Regions from separate parts of the Mus musculus genome. Here region 1 is linked to region 2. The links are chromatin contacts, called in public HiChIP or PLAC-seq maps. All regions are on one chromosome and are shown on one strand. Each heading gives the region's core, a stretch centred on a gene start, on an enhancer-like site or on the middle of the called end of the contact. The rest is flanking DNA. Distances are from core to core; before and after follow the strand shown. Region 1 overlaps Lima1 (LIM domain and actin binding 1). Region 2 overlaps Asic1 (acid-sensing (proton-gated) ion channel 1).

Evidence for each region. HiChIP or PLAC-seq counts read pairs in DNA pulled down with a chosen protein or histone mark.
Region 1: a contact with region 2 is called in an H3K27ac HiChIP or PLAC-seq map of embryonic stem cells, with 6 times the contacts expected there. The contact joins two enhancer-like sites. A contact is called at or near these places in 1 of 39 promoter capture datasets (hippocampal neurons), 1 of 15 datasets of contacts at CTCF or cohesin (the NIH/3T3 cell line), 1 of 484 Hi-C or Micro-C datasets (nephron progenitors), 2 of 115 datasets of contacts at active chromatin or transcription factors (both in embryonic stem cells) and 2 of 9 other capture datasets (liver and pancreatic islet).

Annotation. Positions count from the first base shown.
Region 1 is chr15:99,832,208-99,836,897 of GRCm38.p6, forward strand. The region is part of intron 2 of Lima1 (LIM domain and actin binding 1); the gene reads right to left. It overlaps Gm17057 (a long non-coding RNA gene), which reads left to right. Exons shown (of 2, transcript XR_384452.3): 2 at 1,972-3,814. Among named protein-coding and RNA genes, the nearest start is that of Gm17057, 17 kb to the left of the region's middle. Within about 2 kb of position 3,189, at least 66 of the 459 cell types and tissues checked have an H3K27ac peak or open chromatin away from gene starts, as enhancers often do. A contact at or near this core is called in embryonic stem cells, where this site is marked.
Region 2 is chr15:99,675,806-99,680,771 of GRCm38.p6, forward strand. All of the region lies in intron 3 of Asic1 (acid-sensing (proton-gated) ion channel 1), which reads left to right. Among named protein-coding and RNA genes, the nearest start is that of Asic1, 7.9 kb to the left of the region's middle. Within about 2 kb of position 2,821, at least 65 of the 459 cell types and tissues checked have an H3K27ac peak or open chromatin away from gene starts, as enhancers often do. A contact at or near this core is called in embryonic stem cells, where this site is marked.

The DNA.
Region 1 (4,690 bases), core at 1,939-4,438, 160 kb after region 2:
CCTGTAACTCCAGTACTGTGGAGGTGGGGGCAGGAGCATCAGAAGTTCAAGGCCTACAGAATGACTTTGAGACTAACCTGGGCTGTCAAACACTCTCAGGCTTCTAAAATAAATCAATGGAAATAATGTTCACTGGGAAGGCAAATTCTGAAGGAAGCACCTTTGGTAACTGGGTTGGATAACTTTGTCAACTTGACCTAAGCTAGGGTTATCTCAGAGAAGGGACTGCCAATGAGAAAATGCTCCTATAAGATTTAGCTGTGGGCAAGCCGGTCGAGCATATTCTTAATTAGTGATTGATGGGGAAGGGCCCAGCTCACTGTTGGTGGGACCATCCCCGGGCTGGTAGTCCTATAAGAAAGCAGGCTGAGCAAGCCATGAGGAGCAAGCCAATAAGCAGCACCCCTCCACGGCCTCTGTGTCAGCTCCTGCCTCCAGGATGGTGCCTTGTTTGAGTTCCTGTCCTGACTTCCTTCAGTGATGTGGAAGTGTAAAGTGAATAAATGCTCTCCTCCCCAGCTTGCTTTGGTCATGGTGTTTTAGCACAGCAATAGTAACCCTCACCAGAACAGAGATCACGAAAAGCCAAGCGTTCATTGTCAGCCATGTTAAGTGTCCAGTGGGTGGCAGCTTATTACATTTAATATGCATTTGTGCATGCGCGCACACACACACACACACACACACACACGAGGAGGTCACAAGACAACCTGCAGGTGCTGATATTCTTAATCTACTATGTGCTTGCTGGAGGTCAAACTCGGATCATTAACCTGGGTGGCTAGTGCCTTTATCTGCTGAGCCATCTTGCTGGTTGGTTCAGGTAGGAGCCATGAGACACAAACGTCTGAGTGCTGAAGAGAGGCAAGAGCCAGTCACAAACGTTTAGGCCTTGTCTGCAGAACCGATAGTGCAAGAGGATGCACAAGACGCAGCACTGGAGACTTAACACTTTAGCAACTTGGAGAGGAAGAAGCTGTTAGAATGGCAAGGGACAGAGAGGCAGGAAAACCAGGGGACCAGCAGAGATGTCAAGGGAAGGGTGGGAAACAGCCAGAGGTTACAGGAGGACAAAGGGGAACTTGGTGACACAGATGTTAGTCTTGGTAGTTGTCTTCCATGATAAAGAGAACTCTAACTTGGCACCATGACCACTGCTAGCACCTCCTTCTCCCCACTGTTGCTCATGCAGCCCAGGCTCACTTGAAACTTGGTATGCATTGGAGGGTGCTTGCTAATCCTCCTGCCTTCGTCACCGTAGTGCAACAACACCGTAGTGGATCAACAGCACCATCAACTTCAACCTCAGTTATTTAACGGTCTTTGAAATTATTTCCAGTTTTTCATCACTGAAAATAGTGCTTTGGTGAATGTCTATGTGTGTATGTATGTATGAATATATATATATATACATATACACATATATATGTGTGTGTATGTATGTGTATACACACACACACACATATATATACATACATATATACATACATATATACATATATATACACACACACATATATATATTTATTTCATTCCAACTGCACTAAAAGGACTTAAGAGACTGCCTTAGTAGGAATTGAGAAACACAGCAGATTGCAGTTAAACTGGAACTTAGACCTGGCCTTGAACTTTTGTTTCCACACCCTGTGACAATCATCTTCTGTTTATTATACCAATAAATCAGTATAGAGAGCCAGACTCGATCACTGCACAGCCAGTGAATTATTCTTACGCTGAGTTTGGTTGAATAAATATTCACAGGCTCCTTTTTCTTCACTGTCCTAAGAGAAGTCCAAATCTTGAAATTCCAAATACTTTGGTTGTTTGCTTCTGTTTTGTTTTATGAAATAGGGTTTCATGGCCTTCAGCATGCTGTGCAGGCCAGGCTGGCTCCGCCTATGTCCACCTCCAAGTGCTGAGTGTGCACTTATCATGCTTGCTTTTGTCTTTTAAATGCTGTCTGGCATTTAGGGTGCCTGGTGTCCGAGGAGGCCAGAAGAGGGCATCAGATCCCCTTGGACTGGAGTTACAGATGGTTGTCAGCTGCCAAGAGGATGTTGGGAACTGAACCTGTGTCTGCTAGAAGAGCAGCTGGTGTCCTTAACCACTGATCCATCTCTTCCTCCTTAAGATGGCGTTTCTCTGTGTGGTTCAAGCTAGACTCCACCTTCTGGGCTTCACTGACCCTTCTTCTGTGTGGTAGCACAGGCTACCACAGAGGCTGTGAAGCTCAAGAGACCCAACCTTCCTGCAGCGTGCAGGATTAAACCTATGGCCATACCTGCGCTGGGCACGTGCTCCTCACTGGACTTTCTTACCATCTCTCAAGTGTAGCGCCAGAATTCAGGCCTCGGACTTTGTTTGGAAAAGTGGGAAGGGCACTTTGAAGACTCAAGTTGAGGGGGAAAACAAAAAACAAAAAAACCCACTTGCAATGGCATTCTCTAAGCAAGACCCAGTGTGGGGTGGTGGCACTGTATGCAATTTCTGGTACTCAGGAGAATCTGTGTCCAAGGCCAGCCTGGGCTACACATTAAAACCTGCTCTCAAAAAAAAAAAAGAGTTCTATAATTAAAATCTCATGCCACTCCCTTCCCAGAGTTCTGGTAGTCATCTGGGACCACAGATGACCATCCCATCCCCTCTCCCTCACATATGGAATCTAATCTTGCAACTGTTCACTCCCCACAGCTGTGAGGCAGGCAGCTGACAGAGGACACTAAAATTATCTGGAGGATAATCACAGTGTCTGAAATATTTCTAAGGCCAGAAAACAGAGTTCCTGAGCGATGACCCTTGCTTGTGTGCTTTCGGATAGAGAGAGGAACTCTGGGCCTAAAGAAGAAAACACGGGAACTCCCAAGGTTAGGTTTATTTTATTATTTCTAGAACAATTTCACCACAAAAATGTCAAAGAGAAGCAAAAGAGGAAGCCATCAAGGAAGGTCTGAGAGCCTCTTTCATTGCTGTTATTAAATAAGCCCCCCTCCCCCCCCACACCCCTAATTCCGTACCCTCTTTAGCACGGGGATTCAGTGGTAAAAGGGTGCTGGCTCAGCCAGAGCCATGATATGGGGAAGAGGACACAACTGGTGGGGGCTGAGGGATCGGTGGGCCGGACTGACCAGTTCCTCAGCATGTGACTAACCTCGTGACCGACCTTTAATCACAAATTCCTTATAGGCCAGAGTGGGACAAAGGTTAGGCAGGTGTGGTTTCAAACTCTGTCAGCTGCTGGGTGCTCTTCTCAGTGCTAATCTACTCAGAACCTAAAACAAAACCGCCATCAGGGCAGGGTCTGGGCTCAGCCCTTCCATCTCTCCAGAACTGGCAGTGGAGGCTCTTCCGAGGACCTCAGGGAAGACGACTCAAAAATAACAGGGCCAGATTCCCTTTAACTTCAAAAATATTGATTCAAACAGGAAACCAAACTCTGCCAGTTAACCTTTATCAAGAGAAGAATCATATGATGCTGAAACCACAGGGAAGGGAACCCAAAGCTCTTCAAGCTGCCGTTAATAGGACCTTTCTTATGCCAGGGGCGATGGTTTACAAAGCAGAGATCTAAAAGTGTATAAATTTATAAAGAGCTAAGTGTGGAGATATAAAGAGCCTGAGACTTAGGCTCTGTTGCCAGGAACAACTCTTCTGTACGCATAACTATAAGATGAATCCCCTTTCTTGCCCCAGAGAGGGTTTCTCTGTGTAGCTCTGGCTGCCCTGGAACTCGATCTGTAGTCCAGGCTGGCCTCAGACTCACAGAGCGCCTCCTGCCTCTGCCTCCCAAGTGTTGAAATTAAAAGTGTGCACACTATGCTCTGCTCTAATTATTTATTTATTTTAAAGTAACTCTTTAGTCACACAAACAAACAAACAAAAACATAGTCCTATAGCCATCTTTGGGAATATGTAGTGAGTATTAAAGTAATATTAGCAGCATGTTTCCATTTAATATGAAACCTAGGAAAGAAATCCAGGCTGAGCCCTTCATTTTTTTTTTAAGATTTTCTAAAAAAGATTTATTTATTTATTATATGTAAATACACTGTAGCTGTCTTCAGACACACCAGAAAAGGGCGTCAGATCTCATTACAGATGGCTGTGAGCCACCATGTGGTTGTTGGGATTTGAACTCAGGACCTTTGGAAGAGCAGCCAGTGTTCTTAACCGCTGAGCCATCTCTCCAGCCCCTTTTCTTAGATTTATTTACTTATTTTATATATAAGTACACTGTAGCTGCCTTCAGACACACCAGAAGAGGGTGTCAGATCTCATTATGGATGGTTGTTGGGATCTGAACTCATGACCCTTGGAAGAGCAGTTAATGCTCTTAACCGCTGAGCCATCTCTCCAGCCCTTCATTTTTATGGCTGGCCCCACTTCTGTATTTACAATTAATATTGATAATACTGTGTGCGTGCTCGCGTGCCTGGAGAGGCTAGAAGGAGCCTGCTGTCCTCTGTGCTAGAGTCAGGGGTGTCTGTGTGTCACCTGATAGGCTGCTGTGAACCAAAGTCTGGTCTTATAAAAAGCAATCTGTACTCTCAGCCTCGGAGCTGCCTCTCCAGCCTGGCTGGCTGTCACATTTCCATGCCTTTATTTTCTGCTCCCCTGGAATGTCCCCACCATGTTCCTAATCCACAAACTAAATGTCATTTATCTCCCCAAACCAGTTCAACATGTTAAGATA
Region 2 (4,966 bases), core at 1,571-4,070:
TGTGCATGATCACGAGTATGTGAGCACCCTCAGAGGCTAGGGGAAGGGCGCTGGGTCCTCAGGATCAGGAGTTACAGACGGTGGTGGGCATCTGATGTGAGTGTTGGCTCCTCTGAAAGAGCAGCGAATGCTCTTAACCACCGAGCCATTTCTCCAGCCCCAATGTGAGTTCTCGCTCAGAGGACAGACACACAGGCCAACATCCTGGAGACCCAACAGTGGCACTTCTTGGTTCTATAGTGTCAGGAAAGGCTAATTGTTCTGTTTGTAATGTCTAATGCCTGACCCCGAATCCAGCTGGATCCATACTCTTTGGCCTTTGCCCACTGCCGGCAGGTTGGCCTCTCGGTCAGGCTCCTTCTTCATCATGAGCAGCACCATATATGCCTGTAGGGGTCTTAGAGTGACAGCTCGTGGGGACAGAAGGGCCTGGCTGTCATTCTCCTTTGGCTCTTTAGTTCTAAGAGGGCTCACACTTGGTTCCTCTCCTCTTCTTGGTCTCATAATTAACATCTGTCTCCCGGACTTACGATTCTCTGCTGTGCCTGGAGTACATGTCAGGGATGTGGATCTAGACTCTGAGCCAATGTAGCACTAACACAAAGCAATTGCCCTCAGGGTCAGGGCCAAGAGGAGACTATCCTGGTATCCCTCAATACCAAGGTGCCTTTATTTATTTATTTATTTATTTATTTATTTATTTATCTATCTATCTATGAGATCTTGTCTTACTTTGTAGACCAGGCTGGCCTCAAATCCTTCCTTAGCGCCCCCCACCCCCCAGAGCTAGGATCATAAGTGTGTGTGTCTCGGCAGTCTGCGGAGCAGGGAGTCTTAATGGAGGGCCAAGCCTTTGCTCTGTGTTTGTGGATACTGTGTGCATGGGCATATGTGGACCTCTTTGTGTGTTTTCCAAAGGCAGGCTTCACATGAACAGCAAATGCTCTGTTCATGAGGACTGTTCAGGAAGGCACACAGCGCAAGGCTACTCTTGTGCCCAAAGAGCCCAGCTCCCCCATAAGCCTCCCCCCCCCCCCCAGCAAGTGGATTGCTGGTCACAATGTGAGGCCTGGGAGGATAGGGGCAGAGTAGGGCCTGAACCAAGTTGGGAGAAATTATTTTGAAAATCATTTGGGATTGAGAAAGTCCCAAATAGCACTAGGGGCTATCCCTAGGCAATCCAGTTGGGTAGATATCAGTAGCTCCCTTCTGAGCAGCCAAGAAAGCAAGGAAGGCCCAAGACAAGGCCATCTTCTTTCCTGGCCGGCTCCCTTCCTTCCCAGTGGGGTGCTCGGTTGCCAGAGCAACAAAGTCTGAAGCTCCCATCTCCTTCCCCACCTTAAGGGCAGCCAGGCCAAGGCAGGGCAGGGGGTTCCGTGTGGGTGGGGGGCTGGGGGACTCAGCTGCTGCTAGTCCCTGGGCGGGGGCTGGGGAGTGAGCACAGTCACAGCTGGTGGCAGCCTCCAGCTGCACCTTATCCATCCCTGGCAGTGGGAGCAGGATGTGGCTGGAATGCTGAGCGGCACCGACGGGAGGAGGGAGGGGGCCTGCAGATGGTTGCCCAATCCGCCCAATGCCAGCCCCTCCAGCTGAGACCCGGAGCCTTTGCCTAGGGAGAAAGAAGCAGGGATTCATGTGTGGGCCTTGGGAGAGAAAGAAGAAACAGACAGTGGGTGTCCTAGAGGTAGGGATGAGGTAGGGGTGCGGTAGGAGCGGTAATCTTAAATAGGGCTAGACACACAGGGCAGGAATCTGTGGAGTGCCCACAAGATCACTCTAGATCCTGAAGCAGGGACAACCCTCTAATAAAGGGGAGGAGTGAAGGAGGTAGGCCTAGAAGGGGACAGGCCTTCCTCAGGGTTCTGAAGGGAGACAAGAATATTCTGGAACACCGAGGGGAGGGAGGTGCTAATCTAAGAGGAGGTGAGATCCCAGAGCTCAGACTGGGGACAAAGAGGTCATCCAAAGCCACCAGAGGCCTAGTGGCGGCATAGCAGAGTGATGGAACACTTGGTTGGCAAGAGGGAGGTATTAGGTCCAGCGACAAAAAGCATACATTTTAAAAATAAGTAAATCACGATTTAATAAGTAAAAATTTTAAAACGGGGCTGGAGAGATGGCTCAGTGGTTAAGAGCACTGACTGTTCTTCCAAAGGTTCTGAGTTCAATTCCCAGCAACTACATGGTGGCTCACAACCATCTGTAATGAGATCTGACGCCCTCTTCTGGTGTGTGTGAAGACAGCTACAGTGTACTTAGGTATAATAATAAATAAATCTTTAAAAAATAAAATAAAACAAGTAATAAGAGCCCGGGAACGCCAATTCTTGGACCTCGGACACTCCTCATTCTCACTGCACCCCACAGAAGCTCAGAAACGTCCTTAGGGGACATGATCCAAGTGGTTTTCTCTCTCTCTCTGTGAGTACGCTGTCGCTGTCTTCAGACTCACCAGAAGAGGGCGCGCCAGATCTCATTACAGATGGTTGTGAGCTACCATGTGGTTGCTTGGAATTGAACTCAGGACCTCTGTAAGAGCAACCGGTACTGCTGAGCCAACTCTCCAGTCCCCAAGTAGATTTATTCCCTTCAACTAGAGTGGGAGTGGTGAGGAGAAGGAGAGAGAGAGAAAGAGAGAGAGAGAGAGAGAGAGAGAGAGAGAGAGATCCTGATGACCCCACCCAAAGGAGTGTGGGCAGGATAAACAAGCACACTTTAAAAGAGTAAAGGAATCCGGACACGCCCCATCCTGCTCTCTTCCCTGGCAAGTACGGGAGCCAAGATGCAGGGTGGGGGAGGAGCTAGGCAGAGCCAATCAGGAACCCAGAGACCCTGGGGACGGGTCTCTTGCTGTGCCTTCCCCCTCTTTTCCCTGCATAGATCTTTGGGTAACTTAGCTCTCTCCCTCTCTCACCCCTCCCCCACCCTGGCTACTCCTCCCAGACTGCTATCAGCTAAGAGGCTACTCTAAGCTAATTGATCTCTCTGCTCTTGCCTAAAGTAATAGGGAATTGATGTAAGTAACTAAGTGCCTCTGGGGGCAGAGTCGGAAGTAAGGGCTCTGAGGAGTGGATGTCTATCTAATGCCCAGCTGCAGCCGGTGGACAGCTTGCTGGGTGATGGGTGCTACACCCCACTGTGTTCTGGAGGCAGAATGCTAACAGACTGGTTGGGGACATTCTGTTATAGGTACAGGTCACTCCTGCATGGCTTCAACTTTGTGGAGAGCAATTGTGATTATGGAGGGGAGGGGTGGGGATATCGCCATATTCCTCCGGTGGACAACCGGAGATTGGGGGTGAGGAAGAGGGTGACAAGTTCCGCCATTCACTCCCCTCAGACAGTCACTTCCAAATGCCAGCTCCTGCCCTGCGGCTAAGGTGTGGCAGCTGAATCTAGACTTCACTCCTAGCCTTAGGGGACCTAGCGAGATCAGGGTAGAATCCTCCCACCCACCTCCTCAGCTGGCTACTCCAAAACCCCCAGGGTTACAGAATGCTTGCTCCCACCGCCCCCAGGCACAGATGACAGTTCTCTGGAGCCTTTAGCCATTAGCCAGCCAAACTGAGTGGTTTTGCTCTGAGCTGTGACAGCCAAGGCTTGCTACCTTCTGGTTGAGACCATATCCTCTTGGGTGGGCAATCTGAAAGGCAGGGCAGGGAAGGCCACAGCAGGGCAGGGAAGGCCACAGCAGGGCAGGGAAGGCCACCGCAGGGCAGGGAAGGCCACAGCAGGGCAGGGAAGGCCACCGCAAGGTGTACCTAGCAGGGCTGGAGGGCTACATGTGAGGTAGATTTCCACCAGACTCCTTTCCCCGTTTCTAGTCCCAGTTACTGTGAGGAGATGGGTGGTGCTGAAGTGTTGTCAAGGGGCAACTTTATCCCCTGCTCCTGGGATAAAAAGCCACTGAGATACTTCAGCCAAGGCTAGGTCTGTATTTAACCCATGTGCAGACGTGGACATCCTTTGTTTTGTTTTTGGTGTTTTTGTTTGTTTGTTTGTTTTTGTTTTTGTTTTTTTTAAGATAGTGTGTCTTAGTCAGGGTTTCTATTCCTGAACAAACATCCTGACCAAGAAGCAAGTTGGTGAGGAAAAGGTTTATTCAGCTTACATTTCCACATTGCTGTTCATCACCAAAGGAAGTCAGGGCTGGAACTCAAGCAGGTCAGGAAGCAGGAGCTGATGCAGAGGCCATGGAGGGATGTTACTTACTGGCTTGCTTCCCCTGGCTTGCTCAGCCTGCTCTCTTATAGAACCAAGACTACCAGCCCAGAGATGGTCCCACCCACAATGGACCTCCCACTAATTGAGAAAATGCCTTACAGCTGGATCTCATAGAGGTATTTCCTCAACTGAAGCTCCTTTCTCTGTGATAACTCCAGCTGTGTCAAGTTGACACACAAAACTAGCCAGTACACAGGGTTTCTCTGTGTAGCCCTGGTTGTTCTAGAACTTGCTCTGTAGACCAGGCTGGCCTCAAACTCAGGTAACTGCCTGCCTCTCCTCAGTGCTGGGATTAGAGGACTAGGCTGCCATGCCTAGCCCTGAGGGATACTTTTAAGTTATAGTGAAACTATTGAATTCTCTTAAGAAGTTGTAAGACCTAGGGCTGCTGGCTGGAGATGTAACTGAGTGGTATGCTTGCTGGTCATTAACAGAGCCCTGGGAGATGAGAGAGATAAGAGAGGGAGGGGAAGAGAAGAGGAGAGAGAGAGAGAGAAGATCCCATTAGAGATGGCTGTGAGCCACCATGTGGTTGCTGGGAATTGAACTCAGGACCTCTGGAAGAGCAGTCAGTGCTCTTAACCGTTGAGCCATCCCTCCAGCCCCAGTTAAGACCTTTTAAGATCCTATGAGTTCTAAGAAAGAAAACTTTTTCCCACCCCCACCATCCATCAACTGACTGTCTCATTGGACCGGGAGGTTAGGTTTTGCTGTTCAGTATGGTGTCTCTCTAATTGGTGTG